2 separate regions of the Gossypium hirsutum genome follow, and region 2 is linked to region 1. A link is a contact called in public Hi-C data. All regions are on one chromosome and are shown on one strand. The core of a region is the stretch at or near the end of the contact, and the rest is flanking DNA. Distances in the headings are between cores, read along the strand shown. Region 1 holds the start of LOC107961649 (PHD finger protein ALFIN-LIKE 4). Region 2 holds the start of LOC107962839 (probable WRKY transcription factor 50).

The links. A called contact is a pair of places that touch in the nucleus more often than the background predicts.
Region 2: a Hi-C map of hypocotyl shows a contact between it and region 1, with 2.1 times the contacts expected there. The contact joins the promoter of LOC107962839 here to the promoter of LOC107961649 in region 1. A contact is called at or near these places in 2 of 34 Hi-C or Micro-C datasets (hypocotyl and leaf).

Annotation. Positions count from the first base shown.
Region 1 is chrA06:28,254,991-28,262,391 of Gossypium_hirsutum_v2.1, reverse strand. LOC107961649 (PHD finger protein ALFIN-LIKE 4) reads right to left here and starts at 1,370. Exons shown (of 5, transcript XM_016897714.2): 1 at 996-1,370; 2 at 833-865; 3 at 25-253. The coding sequence starts at 1,092.
Region 2 is chrA06:28,705,994-28,712,811 of Gossypium_hirsutum_v2.1, reverse strand. LOC107962839 (probable WRKY transcription factor 50) reads right to left here and starts at 1,884. Exons shown (of 3, transcript XM_016899382.2): 1 at 1,503-1,884; 2 at 1,270-1,408; 3 at 618-1,119. The coding sequence starts at 1,713. The coding sequence ends at 996. LOC107962838 (protein PLASTID MOVEMENT IMPAIRED 1-RELATED 2) reads left to right here. Exons shown (of 3, transcript XM_016899381.2): 3 at 1-563. The coding sequence ends at 312.

The DNA of each region.
Region 1 (7,401 bases), core at 121-2,620:
ACACATAGGGAAGGAGAAATATACCTGTCAGCTTTATCGAATCCAAACCTAGCACCAAAATAGAAAGCCACAGCAAGTAACCACGCGTCACTGTGTACAGCAACCAAAGACAACCAGTCCTTTTCTTGCATCCCATCTCTGGCAAAGTTGATACCCAGTGCAGGCTCCGGAAGCTCTGGAGGCACCTCTTCAGCAGGTAAATTCACCTCCCACTGCTCACTGGGATATCCATAAAGGCAAAGATTCTCCTTTTCTGTAATCAAAGTTTTAATTAACTCTGTTACATTTTGTGCATCTAGAACCAAACAAAGGTACCACGAATAAAATCGTGATAAGCATCTTATAATGGAATTCGTTTTCTTATCCAAATTAAAGCCATGTAACTAACCAATAAGCATCTAATAATGAGAACAATCAAACAAGAATTATTTTCCTCGCCGACTTTTAAAACTATAGTTACTTTATAAGAAAGAAAAAAAAGGGTCTACATTTGTAAAACAGAATTCCAGAGGAATAAAAAGCAGAATGTTGAAATATTCAAATCTACCTCATCTGAACATATAGATCCCTCTCCTAGTTCAAAACAATCCATTCTTATTTTAAAGGGGAAAGTTCAATCTAAGCAGAAAAATCGCTGTTCAGTAAGTGATAGTGTTCTTCAAGCCATAATCGTAAATACCATTGCATGCACTTCATTTATACTAAAAAAGACATTGAAAATAAAAATTTTAACTTCAATTCTCCAGATAAATCATTTCAACAAAATGAAGCTGGGAATAGAAAACCCAACAATAAATTCTCCATTTAAAAAATAAAAATAAAAACCAAGTACCTGGATCGCACTGCTTGTAGAACTCTTCCACATCTGCAAGCAACACCACACCCGAAAAAGTAATTAACATAAACAAACTTAAAAAGATAAGAATGGAAAGAAAGGGAGCGTTCTTTTAAGAAGATGACAAAAGAATAAGAGAAAAGGGAGAGAAGGGAGATACCAGTAGTGAGGGCTTTAATCATGGCAGCTCGACGACCCTTGAAATCTCGAAAGACTTCTTCGACTGTACGTGGGTTATAGGAAGCACCGCCGTCCATAACCCAGACTGATTATTTCGAAGAGAACTGGTTTTGTTTGAGAGAGAGAGAGAGAGAGAGAGAAGGAAGGAGAGATGTTTGCAAAAAATGGGTTTTTAGTGGCAGAGCATTTGAGTGAGACCCCTTTTCTTTGTGGGTGAAGAGAAAAGGAAGGAAAAGACAGAGAGGAGATGGAAGCGGAATTTTGAAAGAAATTGGGAGTTTCAATTAAGCGGATTTGATAAGGGAAGGAAGAGTCCGTGAACCTCACCCACCCCGGCTTTTCTCACTTTTGGCCCAAACTCTATATGATAATTAAATATTATTTTGATTAAAATAATAATATGTTTGGTGTTTTAATGTATAAAAATAAAATTGTTCTCATATTAATATTTATTGTTATGTTAAAATAATTATTTTTTAGTAATTTAATAACTGAATTAAGACTTGATAGTAAGTGACATTAACTAGACAAGATCTTTATATATAGTATAGAATATAATTGTAGCAATGAAATTAAAACTGGTCTAAATATAATTGTAGGAATCAGATGAGAATTGAAAATGATTATTAATGATATTAATTTTTTTTATACAATAAAGTAAAGAATAAGGGTTACATCGTTTGAACATGTATCCAATAAGTGTTTAGAAAGATTTTTTAACTCTCACTTCATATAAGTCAAGACATATTAAACTAAAAATTATATATATAACTTTTAAATTATTTCTTAAGAAATTATTAAAAGTTATGTCGATTTATAATTTTTTTAGGGAGTCAATTTATAATTTATTACTAAAATAATAATATGTATTTTCGAATCTTTAGTGATGTAATTATTTAATATTTATTAACATTAATCCTTTACATTAATATTTTACTTGGGGAAAAGTAGCAACAAAACAAAAAATCATAAATACATCAGGAACAGAACACAAGTTGGAACAAGAGAGCATTCAAAATATGATGTAATCAACACTTAAATATATGAAAAATTAAGCTTGAGCAGTCAAACAAGTAACAACCACAACAAAAATAAACCAAATCCAATGATGAAAGTGACAACCATATCAGCGACTGAGGTGGGGTAAGAAGTTATTTTTACTTTTAAGGATAAAAGAGGCAAATTAAATTAGAAGTAAGGTTATATTTGTTAAAGAAAAACAATTAGTTCAATGTAGGCTTTTATTATCCACACTAGATTTAAGGTGAGTTTAAATGGGAGGTGCGTTTACCTGCGGTTAGTGTAAAAATAACAGTGACGGTGAGATTAGATACTGTAGCGTGAGATAAAGAGTAAACTAAACGCATTGTACCGCACCACACCGCCGCCCCAAACGAAGCCTTAGAGTGAATTTAGATAGACTTCTTTGATTGTTCATTATTCAAATTTACATTCCTACAATTACAGATTTAGATATTTGTGTATATCTAAGTCTACTAATTAAAAATAAATGCTTCAAATAATGTTTGAACCTAAAACCTTTTATTTATAAAGCCATGCTTTAACCATTAATATTTTCTCTAAACATTGATTATAATTTACACTAATTAATAAATGACATATAAAAACATAATAAAATATTTTGTAAAGCTACATATAATAATTAATAATATAATTAATATAATAATTTTTATTAGAAAAAAATATCATCTTTAACATCTTATTCTCTCAATTGTAGACTAGTAAGTTCAATTAGTTAATGTGTATACTAGGGTATAGACAATAACCTAAATGAAAATGTATAAAGTATACCATAAGATGAATAAAGTATACATATCCTTATAGATAAATAATTTGAATTGTTAATTGTTCATTTAAATAGAGGTATGCTTGAAAGAATTGGTGTTAGGTGATTAATTCGGGAAAGACCTTAGGCATTGTTTGAAATAGCCTAGAGCCTAAAAGCTTACATGTGGCTATATACCTCTAATTCTCTTCTTCTTCTTCTTTTTTATCCTCAAGTACCCTTTTCTTGTAAGCCTTACTATCAAAGCCTTGAGCCTAAACTAGTCTATCACTCATTCCTTCTTTGTCTCATTCTTTAAAATGCACTATGTAATAGACGTTGCGCCATGGACATTGAGGGCTAGGTAGAGACATCATGGTGGCTTTGTGTGAGAAAAAAAATGAAGAGATTACGCGATTTTGTACTTAAAAAAAAGGTGAACGAAAGAGCGCAAAATTAAGAAAAAGAGAGTTAAATCAAAATTAAGATCAAAAATGAAAATCTTTCAGTTTACAATTACAAAATTGTATACGTACTAATCTCGCATTAGACCTTCTAACGTTTTGGAGAAATAAGGTAGGTAAGGGAAGGAGAAATAAGAAGGTGAGCTCATGAATAAATTTAGGGCGAGTAGGGAACAATGTCATGTGTTTAACCATTTTTAGTGCTTGAACCCGTTTTGAGTGCCCATTATTTGAATTTCAAATTGTCTTAAGCCTCAGAATGTTACAAGCCTAGAAGACCTTTGGAACTCGACTAAGTCACCAAAACAATAATTTGTGAATAGATTTCATTTGTTTGAATGAATATAACCAATTTTTAAATATCTATGAACAATTCGTATAATTTATTTTGATGGACAACACTTGTACATATGTTTATTTCCATTGCCTCTACATTTATTGACATTTTAACTTTGGGAACTAAATATATTTGAATTAGGAATAAACAAGTTAGCTAGATATCACTTTTAAGTTGCATGTGAGGTAGTTCTCGTACAAGTTCGATGTTTTATCACTATGTGACTTACTTGTTTGATTTCGTCCAAGAGTAGTCTTTTCTTTTGCATGTTTAGTGTGTTTCTTGAGGATAAGCAAAGAGTTAAGTGTAGGGGAGTTTGATTTGTCGTAACTTAATATGGCAAATTACGTTTTCCCAATATACTTAAAGGAGCTTATTCTCAAGCAAAGTAGTATCTTTTTTTGTAGTTTTTCATAATTTTTAGATTTTAAGTTAATAAGTGTAAATGCCTCGTTTTTACTCATTTTGAGACCTAATTTGCAAATTTGTTGCCCTAACATGTGGTTGAGTAATGTAGGGACGTGTTTGAGGATGAAAACGAGGCAAAATGACACTAAATGAGAGGGTAGCAAGATATTCAAACCTTGGAATCGCGATACCTCCAATAGACTTGAAGATTGAAGACCACCCTTCAATGGTATTATGATATCCACTTTAAATATCGTGATATGCATTATACAATAAGTACCCAAGTTCGAAACTGAACTAGACATTGTGATATGCTCTTCTTGGGTATTGCGATTCCAATATCGTGAGGGGTAAAATTGGACAAAAAGGGTAATCTTTGTCCACTGACGCACCAATTGTAACAGCCCATTTTCAATGAAATCGGAACAGTGGTTTCGAGACCATAAATTCGAGCCGAAAAGAATATTTATGTTAATATTATTGCATGGTCTTCATTATGATAGGAATGTAATATGAAAATTCTGATAAGAAAATTTTATCGATTATATGCTTAATTGGGGAAATGACCAAATTGCATAAAATGCAAAAGTTGAATTCTAGTAGCTAAAAGGATTAAATAGTTATGGAATTCAAAATTTGAGGTCTTTATATGGTAATTAGACCATTAAAGAAAAGTTAGTAGATATTTTTTTATGATCCATCCATGGAAAAATTAGAAAAGGCCAATGACTAAATTGGAAATGAGAAAAATTAAAAGATGGTAATTAATTAAATAAGAAATATCATCTTACTTTCATCATCTTCATCCCCAAATACATGGAAACCCTAGGAAAGAGAAAGCAAACTTTCTTGGCTTGATTAGATCTTGTCACGTTTTTAGTAATTTCTATATTTTTGAGATCAGAATAGCTTAATTTATCTACTTTGGGGATTAATTTATAAAGATATCAAAGTATAGAAATTTTTCCATGGATGAATATGCTGAAAATTTAAATTTTATGATAGAACATGAAAGGTTGTTGATAGATAAACAACTTTTACAAAGAGAATTTTGATGAAATCTTGATTTAAGGATTAAATTGAAAAGTGGTAAAATCCATGTAAAAATTTTGATTTTTGTGAAATTTATGGGTTGTTATTGTAACATGTAAAATTTGGTTAGGCTTGGAATAAGGATTAAATTGCATGAATTTTATTTTCCGAGTCTAGGACAAAATTGGAATTTATGAAAAATTAGGGGCAAAATGGTAATTTTTCCTAGGGTGTAAATTGAATCCAATTGAATATGAAATGTGATAAATTTATGATTAAGTACATTTATATAGATCCAGACAACTCAAATTCGAAGCTAGATCGAGGAAAAGAAAAAGTTTCGGATTAGTAGACTTTTAAATACAAACAAGTATCGAGGTAAGTTTGTGTAACTTAATTATACATGTTAATATGTTTCAATTGAATGTTGTATTTGGATTGAGTATGATATGTATTTATGTAAATTATATGAATATTATAAATACAAGAAATAAACACATGCTCGGAAATATTCATAATATGTTAAGTTCTGTTTGAATAATAAAAGTCGATGGATACATGTGATTTTCCATATTGAATGCGGCCATGCATATGTTGCGGGCGGAATATAGCTCGGACGAGCAATTCTATTATAAGCCCTCTCGAGCATTCTGTTATATAGTTCCTACGAGCATATTGATCGGTAGTGATTCTGTATGTGTTGCGTACTACTGCAGCTCTGTGTGAGCATCCTGTTACATGACTCGATCGGTTGTGATCCAGCATATAATATAGACACAAACGCAGCTCTATGTGAGCGTCTTGATATAAGCTCTTATGGGCTTCCTAACAAGACTCGCTTGAACTCTCTGTTACCTTATCCGGTACTCTCTGATATTAACTCTTTGGAGTTATCTGTTAAGCTCTATGAGCTCCCTGATTAAAACTCTTATGAGTTTTTAGATTAGCCAGGATAAGTGTCTTGTTACATAGCTCATCTGAGCATCCTACTATGTGGCTTGAGAGTGTGCTCCCTGATTAAGTGCCCTAATAGGTATCTCTGATTATGAGTTGATGGTTTACGGTTTTGTACACCTTGTGTGTACTACTTAAATATCCATCGATATTTCAATAATTCAACGGATAAGACTCTGACATGAGAAATTATGAAATTAAAAGAATCATGTCTCGAACGTTTCTAAAATATCTGAAGATTGTAACATGATGAGCTCATCTATGCTTACTTGATGTATATGTGAATTATGTGACTAACTTGCTTATTTGAGTGTATGTGATTAGAAAAACTTGCCAATTTGTTGGAAAGCATGTCATTGTATGCTTATATTAATGAATGTAATTGGTAAGTTTAATCCCAGTTATATGAACTTACTAAGCATTAAATGCTTACTAGTTTTTATTTTCTCTGTTTTATAGTGCTCGAAAGCTCGTTAAGGTTGGAGAATGGTTGGAGCATCATCACAGTATCTATCAACTTGTTTTGGTATAAATAGTAAACTTATTTTGGTATAACGGCATGTATAGGTTAACTTGAACTAATGTTGGCTTGTAAATGATTGTTTGTAATCTAGCCATTGGAATGGCTAGTAATAGTTTGTTATGGCATATTTATAAGGTATATCATGATAATTACTAATGTGTTTAGTGTGGATTGATTGAATTACGTTAAACATGTATGTTATTAAAAGGTAAGATTATAAACATAAATGCATGTAATGATATATCACGTTAGATGTTAGAATTGGTTTGATTTTAATACTTGAATTGGTTGGTATATGTTTGCAAGTATTGATGTAGGTTGGTGGCAAATTTTGGTAAGAAATAAAGCTAGGAAATGGTTTTATTTTGTCCACACAGGTAGACACAAAAGCATGTATCTTAACCATGTGTGACACACGGCCTGACACATGGGATGTGGTTTAGCCGTGTGTCCCCTACATCTTAAAATTGAGAAACAAAATGCTCAAAATTGGCACACGGGCAGAGACAAAGGCGTGTGTCTTAGCTGTGTATGCTACACGGCCTAGAACACGGGCGTATGTCTTAGCCGTATGAAACCTGCACCTAATTTGTGAAAATTAAACTGACCACATGGCCTAGTACATAGGTGTGTGGCAGACCGTGTAACATAAGTCAGAGAGTTACACAGGGTCGGATACGGCTTATGACACAAGCATGTGCCTTGACCACACGGGCGTGTATGCCCTGTATATAAGAAAAATTTTGCAATTTCACGAAAAATTTTTTGAGATCCCAATTTAATCCCAACTTGACTTTAATGTTTAAATTAGGCATCGAGTTTCCATTCAAGGGATAAGATGATTAGTTTCGGATATGAATAGTGAATGACATGAATTACATG
Region 2 (6,818 bases), core at 635-3,134, 450 kb before region 1:
TTCTTAATCACTGAAGTCCATCTTGCAGGGTTAAATACTGAGCCTCATAAGCAGCATCTTTGGGGTAGCAAAGCACAGCAACAGTCCGGGACACGCTGGTTGCTTGCTAGTGGCATAGCTAACTCCACTAAGAAAACATTTTCGAAGTCAAAAGCGATGGTAAGATACTACCCATCAATGATGAGAAAGATGCAGCCTGGGAATGTGCTATGGAGTCTAACCTCAAATGTTCATGAAACTGGAACAAATTGGAATGACTTGGCAGATTTTGGTCCACATTCTCGAAACCCTAATGTCATCCTCCCAAATTAAGTCGTCATATTTGTTGTAGAATGCTGTTTTTGAGTTGTTACTATGAATATGAATATACCCGTGTGTAGAGTTCAGTGAGTTTAAGCATTTTTTATTTTAGTTCCTATAGGTAACAGCCAGCTTTTCTGCAACTATAGTTGTCTAGATTGTATAGTCCAATAAGAATCCATTTTACTGTTGAATACCCATTTCAAATGTAATCAAGTCATATCCATTTGATAAATGAAGCATATAGCTAAAGTTTTCTGCCTGATCCGTGCCTTCTATTCTCTTGCAATGGTTTCTTCATGCTGCTATCACATGGCTTACCAAAAGTCTACAAATTTTATTGATGATTTCGGTTGCAGTTGGCAATATCATATCGAATGTTCGAAGAACCGATCCTAACAACCTCCACCGGTCCTAAGTTAAAAACAGACCCTGACTTTGTGTTGTCAAAACTAAAGCTTAGGGTTCTACCAAAGCTTAACAAGCGATAACAAGATAAAGTTGGCCAAACCCCATGTAGTCTGGTTCTTGGATTTTCTTACAGATACCGACATGGATAAAATGGAGTGAGGCTTTTTTTATATTCTACACAGGCGATGTGATCGTTGCAGATCGAAGTTGGCCTTCTGCAGGAGTTGGCTGCGAGATTGTAACGGTAAAAGAACTCGAACGTCCTGAGAAAATTAACCACCGATTCAAGAAACGCTTCGGTGATTATGGATCCCCTCGTAAGTTGTAATTACATAACTCGGATCCTCTTTATCTCTTTCGACTCTTTTCTTCACGGGGCATCCGTCAATAGAACATCTGTAGTAATTCCTATCAATCAAACAATAACAAATGAAACTGGTTTTTGAAAGACTAATCAAAATATATCTGCTCTTAGCTTAGTAGCAGATGATGATTCCAGGCTGCAATGCTCAAATTGTATAAAGATTAAAAACCGTACAAGCATTTGATAAAAAATACCTTGGATTTGGACTATTCTTCACCCATTTCTTCCCATATTTCCTCCATCTGTATCCATCATCCAGTATCTCAACCTCAGACTTGGTCTTGAATGCAAATCTTTCTCTGACGTCCCTCCTTTCCCTCGCAGTTTCATTTTCTGCCATTAACACAAACAAAGTGATTATCCTCACTCAATCAACCACATACTAATGTAGGAACTTCTACAAGTTAAAAACAGTAAATTTCATTACCAGGTACTTGAAGGAGGCCGCTAGTCCTAGCAGAGTCATTATTAACCTCATCGGCTTGATTAAAAGGAAACTGAATTGGCCCTGTGATGATTGTTTCAGGATAATCCTCCAGCCAACCATCAAGAGTCCAGTCCTCGGGGAACTCAAAATTGGATTGGTCGGCACGGTCACTTTCCGGCGAGTCGGGCGGATTAAAATTGCTGCTAGACATTTAGATATTGAAACTAAAAAGACCACCCTCTACCGTATGGATGATGGCAACGTACATATATATTATATTCAGGTTAACTATCAGCAAGGTGGTTTCTCCATCACCTTCCTGTGGAATTGCAGGAAGCTTCACTGCTTCAATGCTTGATGTTAAAGATGTTTGGGTCCCAGGTGTTTTCCATTAAGAAGCTAAAAGGAAGTGGGGCTTCCCCCATTGATGACTTGAGAAGACGAAGACTTCATTGCTTTGTTTTGTGTGAAAATTTAGCTTTTCTTTTCTTTATTTTCACCAGTCTCGTGCTTAGACCAACCCTTTCACAACGTTGTGGCTGAAGACAAGTCAAAAGTGATTAAGACCCCAACTATCATAAAACATTATCATGGTCTTTTATACATATATATATATATATATGAACCCATTGGAAGGAAAACTATGCATTGCTATAATCAGAACCTAAAAGGTAAGACCCATTTTTTCTTGACATTCATACAGTGCATGCAACACAGGACAAAATCCAGGGCTTAATGTTGGGTTAATTATCACTAAGCCATGAATGAAGACAAATCCATCTTCATCATTAAGGCACACTATGGGTTCATGTCAATACTCCAGTTCTTTATCCAATTAAAGAAGAATCCTTGACCAACCCAGAACTTTACATGAAACTTCATTTGTCACTGTAGAACTTTTCTAATTTTCCATCCTTTACATTATCTGATTGGCTTACTATTTTATTATTTCAGTTTAATTTTTGTCCTACTAAGGCAATTCTTAATTTTTTTTATAGTATAGTCAACCATATAACTATATCTATAGATATATGTTTGGCATATATTTTGCCTTGTGTCAAATCATTCTACATCCCATAAATAATCCATCCTTTTTTTTCAACTACATTCCTGGTTCCTGGAAGCCAGACTGCGGAATTTAAACAGAGTAAACGATGGTGAAATGGAGATTAAATAAAATAAAATCATCTGTATATATCATCTTTCATGATATTTATAAGCTGGTATAACTTTGGATATTATATAACAAACAATACTATTTTCATTACACCTTTCACTTCGGGTCAAAATTTTTTATTTAATTTATGTATGCCATTTGTATTGCCTAGTGTCAAATCATTGTACCTAGTTCCTGGAAGCCAGACTGTGGAATTTGAATAGACATTTGAGGGTGAAATGGAAATTCAATTAAAAGTACAAAATCGTTTATATTGGTAAAAGTACCTCTATTATACTTCAAATTATATTTTGAGGAGTAAAATAATTCCTCCAATAAAATTATGCCATTAAATACTTATTTTAATGTTTTATATATACAATATAATAACATATGTAGCCCTCGTTCTTTCAATACCTATAGATATACCTTAAAAGGTACATTAGCAAGATATATATTCGGTATAAAATGTATGGATAATTTCATTTATGATGGAATTTAAATTTCATATCATGTAGTGGACATTACCAGGTAAGATCGTAAGAGCCTAAACAATTGCATCACATCAATTTATGCTATGAAATCATAGAAACTTCAATGGACATTGTTTCCCGCAGTTTTCAGGTAGAAATCGGGATGCCATGTTATAGTATTCACAATACACATATGTTTAATATGTCATTAGATAAGTGGTTAGTCAGTTAGAATTTGTTAGGCTAATGGTGTTGCGGAGCGTAAACACTGACATGTTGTTGAGACTGGTCTCACTCTTCTGGCTCAAGCTAATCTACCAATGGACTACTGGGGTTATGCTTTTTGTAGTGCTGCTCATCTCATTAATCGATTGCCTACATCGGTTTTAGAAGGGAAGACCCCGTTTCAGTGTTTATTTAATTGCGCTCCAACATATGATCATCTTCGGGTATTTGGTTGTTGTTGTTTTCCATACCTACGACAATTTGGTAACCACAAGCTCGAGTTTCGGTCTCAACCGTCTACATTCCTGGGGTATAGTCCGCATCATAAAGGTTATTTCTGTCTCACGCCAGATGGAAAGGTGATTGTTTCTCGTCATGTCGTGTTTGATGAAAATAGATTTCTGTCTTCACTGTCTACTACTTCCAGTGACCAGTTACCTCTGAATACCACTACGTATGTACCAGTTGTTCGATCGTGTATTTCTAACAAGATTCGTCCAGACTCTATTGTTGAGACTTCTGTGGATAGTTCTAATGGTGATAACATTCAGTCTAATTTTCCTGCTACGGGTAGTGTTTCTCCGCAGAGTTCCACTTCCAGATCTGCTGATAGAGAAGAGGTTCCTTCTACTATAGTTTCTCCTATTGCTCTTCCCGATGTTTCTCCTATCTTTGTTATTAACACGCATGCAATGGTGACAAGATCTAAAGCTGGGATATTTAAACCTCGAGCCTTATGTGCCGACAAAGTTGAGGTTGAGCCATGTACTGTTGAGGAGGCCCTTAGCCATCCAAACTGGCAACTAGCCGTTCAAGCTGAGTTCGATGCCTTACTAGCTAACTCGACCTAGGAGTTGTGTCCTCTCCCGTCTGTTCGGAAAGTAATCGGTTGTAAGTGGTTGTTTAAGATCAAGAAGAATCCTAATGGGACGATTAGTTGTCGGAAGGCACGATTGGTTGCCAAAGGGTGCTCACAGGTACCTGGTTGCGATTTTAAGGAGACATTCAGCCCGGTAGTCAAACCTGCTACCATTCGACTCATCTTGTCTGTTGCCGTGACCAAGGGATGGCATCTTCGGCAGGTCGATGTCAATAATGCCTTCCTGAATGGCGATTTAACTGATGATGTGTTTATGCAACAACCTCCTGGCTATGAGCAGTTTGGTCCAAATGGTGAACGGTTAGTTTGTCGGTTGACTAAAGCTTTGTATGGCTTACGACAGGCTCCTCGGGCTTGGTTTGACAAATTAAAACAGTTTCTCGTTTCTGCTGGGTTTACGGTATCAAAGTCCGATGCTTCATTGTTTGTTCGGTTGTCTTCTGATCATACTATCTACGTTCTTGTTTATGTGGATGATATTGTTATCACTGGAAGTTCAGTTGATGAAATTAATTGTTTTGTTCAAATGCTCCACAACCAATTTGCTCTAAAAGATATGGGTGAGCTTCATTATTTTTTGGGCATTGAAGTTAGTCAGTCTTCCTCAGGTAGTATTCACCTTTGCCAGCGAAAATACATCCGTGAACTCCTTGCTCGTAGTTCTATGACTAATGCCAGAAGTGTTCATACACCGATGATAACCTCTTCTCTGCTATCTAAAGATGAGGGTGAACCTCTTGTTGATCCAACTGAATATCGTAGTATTGCTGGAGCTCTTCAGTATATCGTTTTGACACGACCAGATATTGCTTATGTGGTTAATCGGGTGTGTCAGTTTATGCATGCTCCCACTACATTACACATGGTAGCATTGAAACGTATTTTGCGGTACTTGTCTGGTACACTGTCTTATGGTTTGGTCTTTCGAAAGTCTGATCGACTGTCTTTGGTTGGCTATGCCGGTGCAAATTGGGGACTTGATTTTGATGATCGCCGGTCTACTACAGGATATTTTGTGTACTATGGTGACAATCCTATTTCTTGGTGCTCTAAGAAACAACAAGTTGTTTCTCGCTCTACGGCCGAGGCTGAAGATCGGAGTTTAGCCGCAGCTGCTAGTGATGTTTCGTGGCTGGTTTCCTTGTTGACAGAGTTAAACCTTAGTTCGGTTGATCTTCCGACAGTGATAATTCTAGTGCTGTTGCTGTTGCAGCTAACCCGGTCTTGCACTCTAAGTTCAAACATGTTGAACTTGATCTATTTTTTGTTCGGGAAAAGGTTGCTCGTGGTGAGTTGGTTGTTAGCGAAGTTCCTGCATGTGACCAAGTGGCGGATGTTCTTACTAAACCATTGTCCGCTTCAATGTTCACTCAATTTTGTCGTCGTCTTCGGGTCGTTCCACTTGAGGAAGTTAGGTGAATGTTATAGTATTCACAATACACATATGTTTAATATGTCATTAGATAAGTGGTTAGTCAGTTAAAATTTGTTAGGCTATTCTGTTAACAGCAGTTTAGGCTTCTATTTCCTATATAAACATGTATTCTAGCTAGTGAAAGAGCATAGTTAAGTTTGTTACTTTGAGAATACTACTTCGTTTCCTTCTAAAGAATTGTTTCTAAAGAGTACCTTGATTCTTCAGTATTCTTTCATGCCATTCATTTTTTTTGTTTTATTACTTTAACCATAGAAAGATTTAATTCATTACGGTTAGAATAAAATAATTTATCTGTTGGATATTTTGAAATTTTAATGCATATTATTTTATTGATAAAATTTAAGCTTTGAATAATAAATTATGGATCTTAAAATTTTTGACTGATAAATGATAAATTACTACTCAAATTAAACAATAGTTTTGTCTCTTGATGAACAGTTGTATCTCTTGGTGTTTAATATTGCATCTTTTCATTCATTGTGTCTGTTCACTTATATCTATTGACTTTTCAACAAAACTCTTCATGAATCGGTCTAAATCTCTTCATTCATTTCCTTTCATCTGTATAAAGCCAAGTTAGAGACTTCCAAAACACATCATCAAAAACCATCAATATCAAAAATTCCTTCTAAATTCATTCCTTCTGGTGATAGAAAAAGGCAAGATTGTGTTCGATTGATCACTGTTATTGTGTTACTACTATGATTGTTTGTTGTTATATCCTGGGAGACAGACGTCCAACGTTATTCAAAGCATCAAGGAGATGTCGAATATGTCTTAAGGAAACTGTTTATATAGGCCTCAACAAAATTCTTCTTCTAATTTTCAACTTTGTCTGATTACAAGTATTCTGTTATGTTACTACTACTGTATTGTATTGTATTGCATTATTATTGTTACTGACATATTAATACTATATATGATATTATATTTTCTTACATTTGTTATAGAAAAAACCCAAATTAGATTGATTACTAGTGTCTCAATTTTTGGAGTAATTCAAGGATCAAATTGAATAAATGTGTAATGGTCGAGGGATAAATTTGTTATTATTTATTTTTATACAAAAATCACCAGAATAAGCATTTAATGGCAAAATTTTAACGAATAGATTATTTTACTCATTCATCTAATGAACATGGAC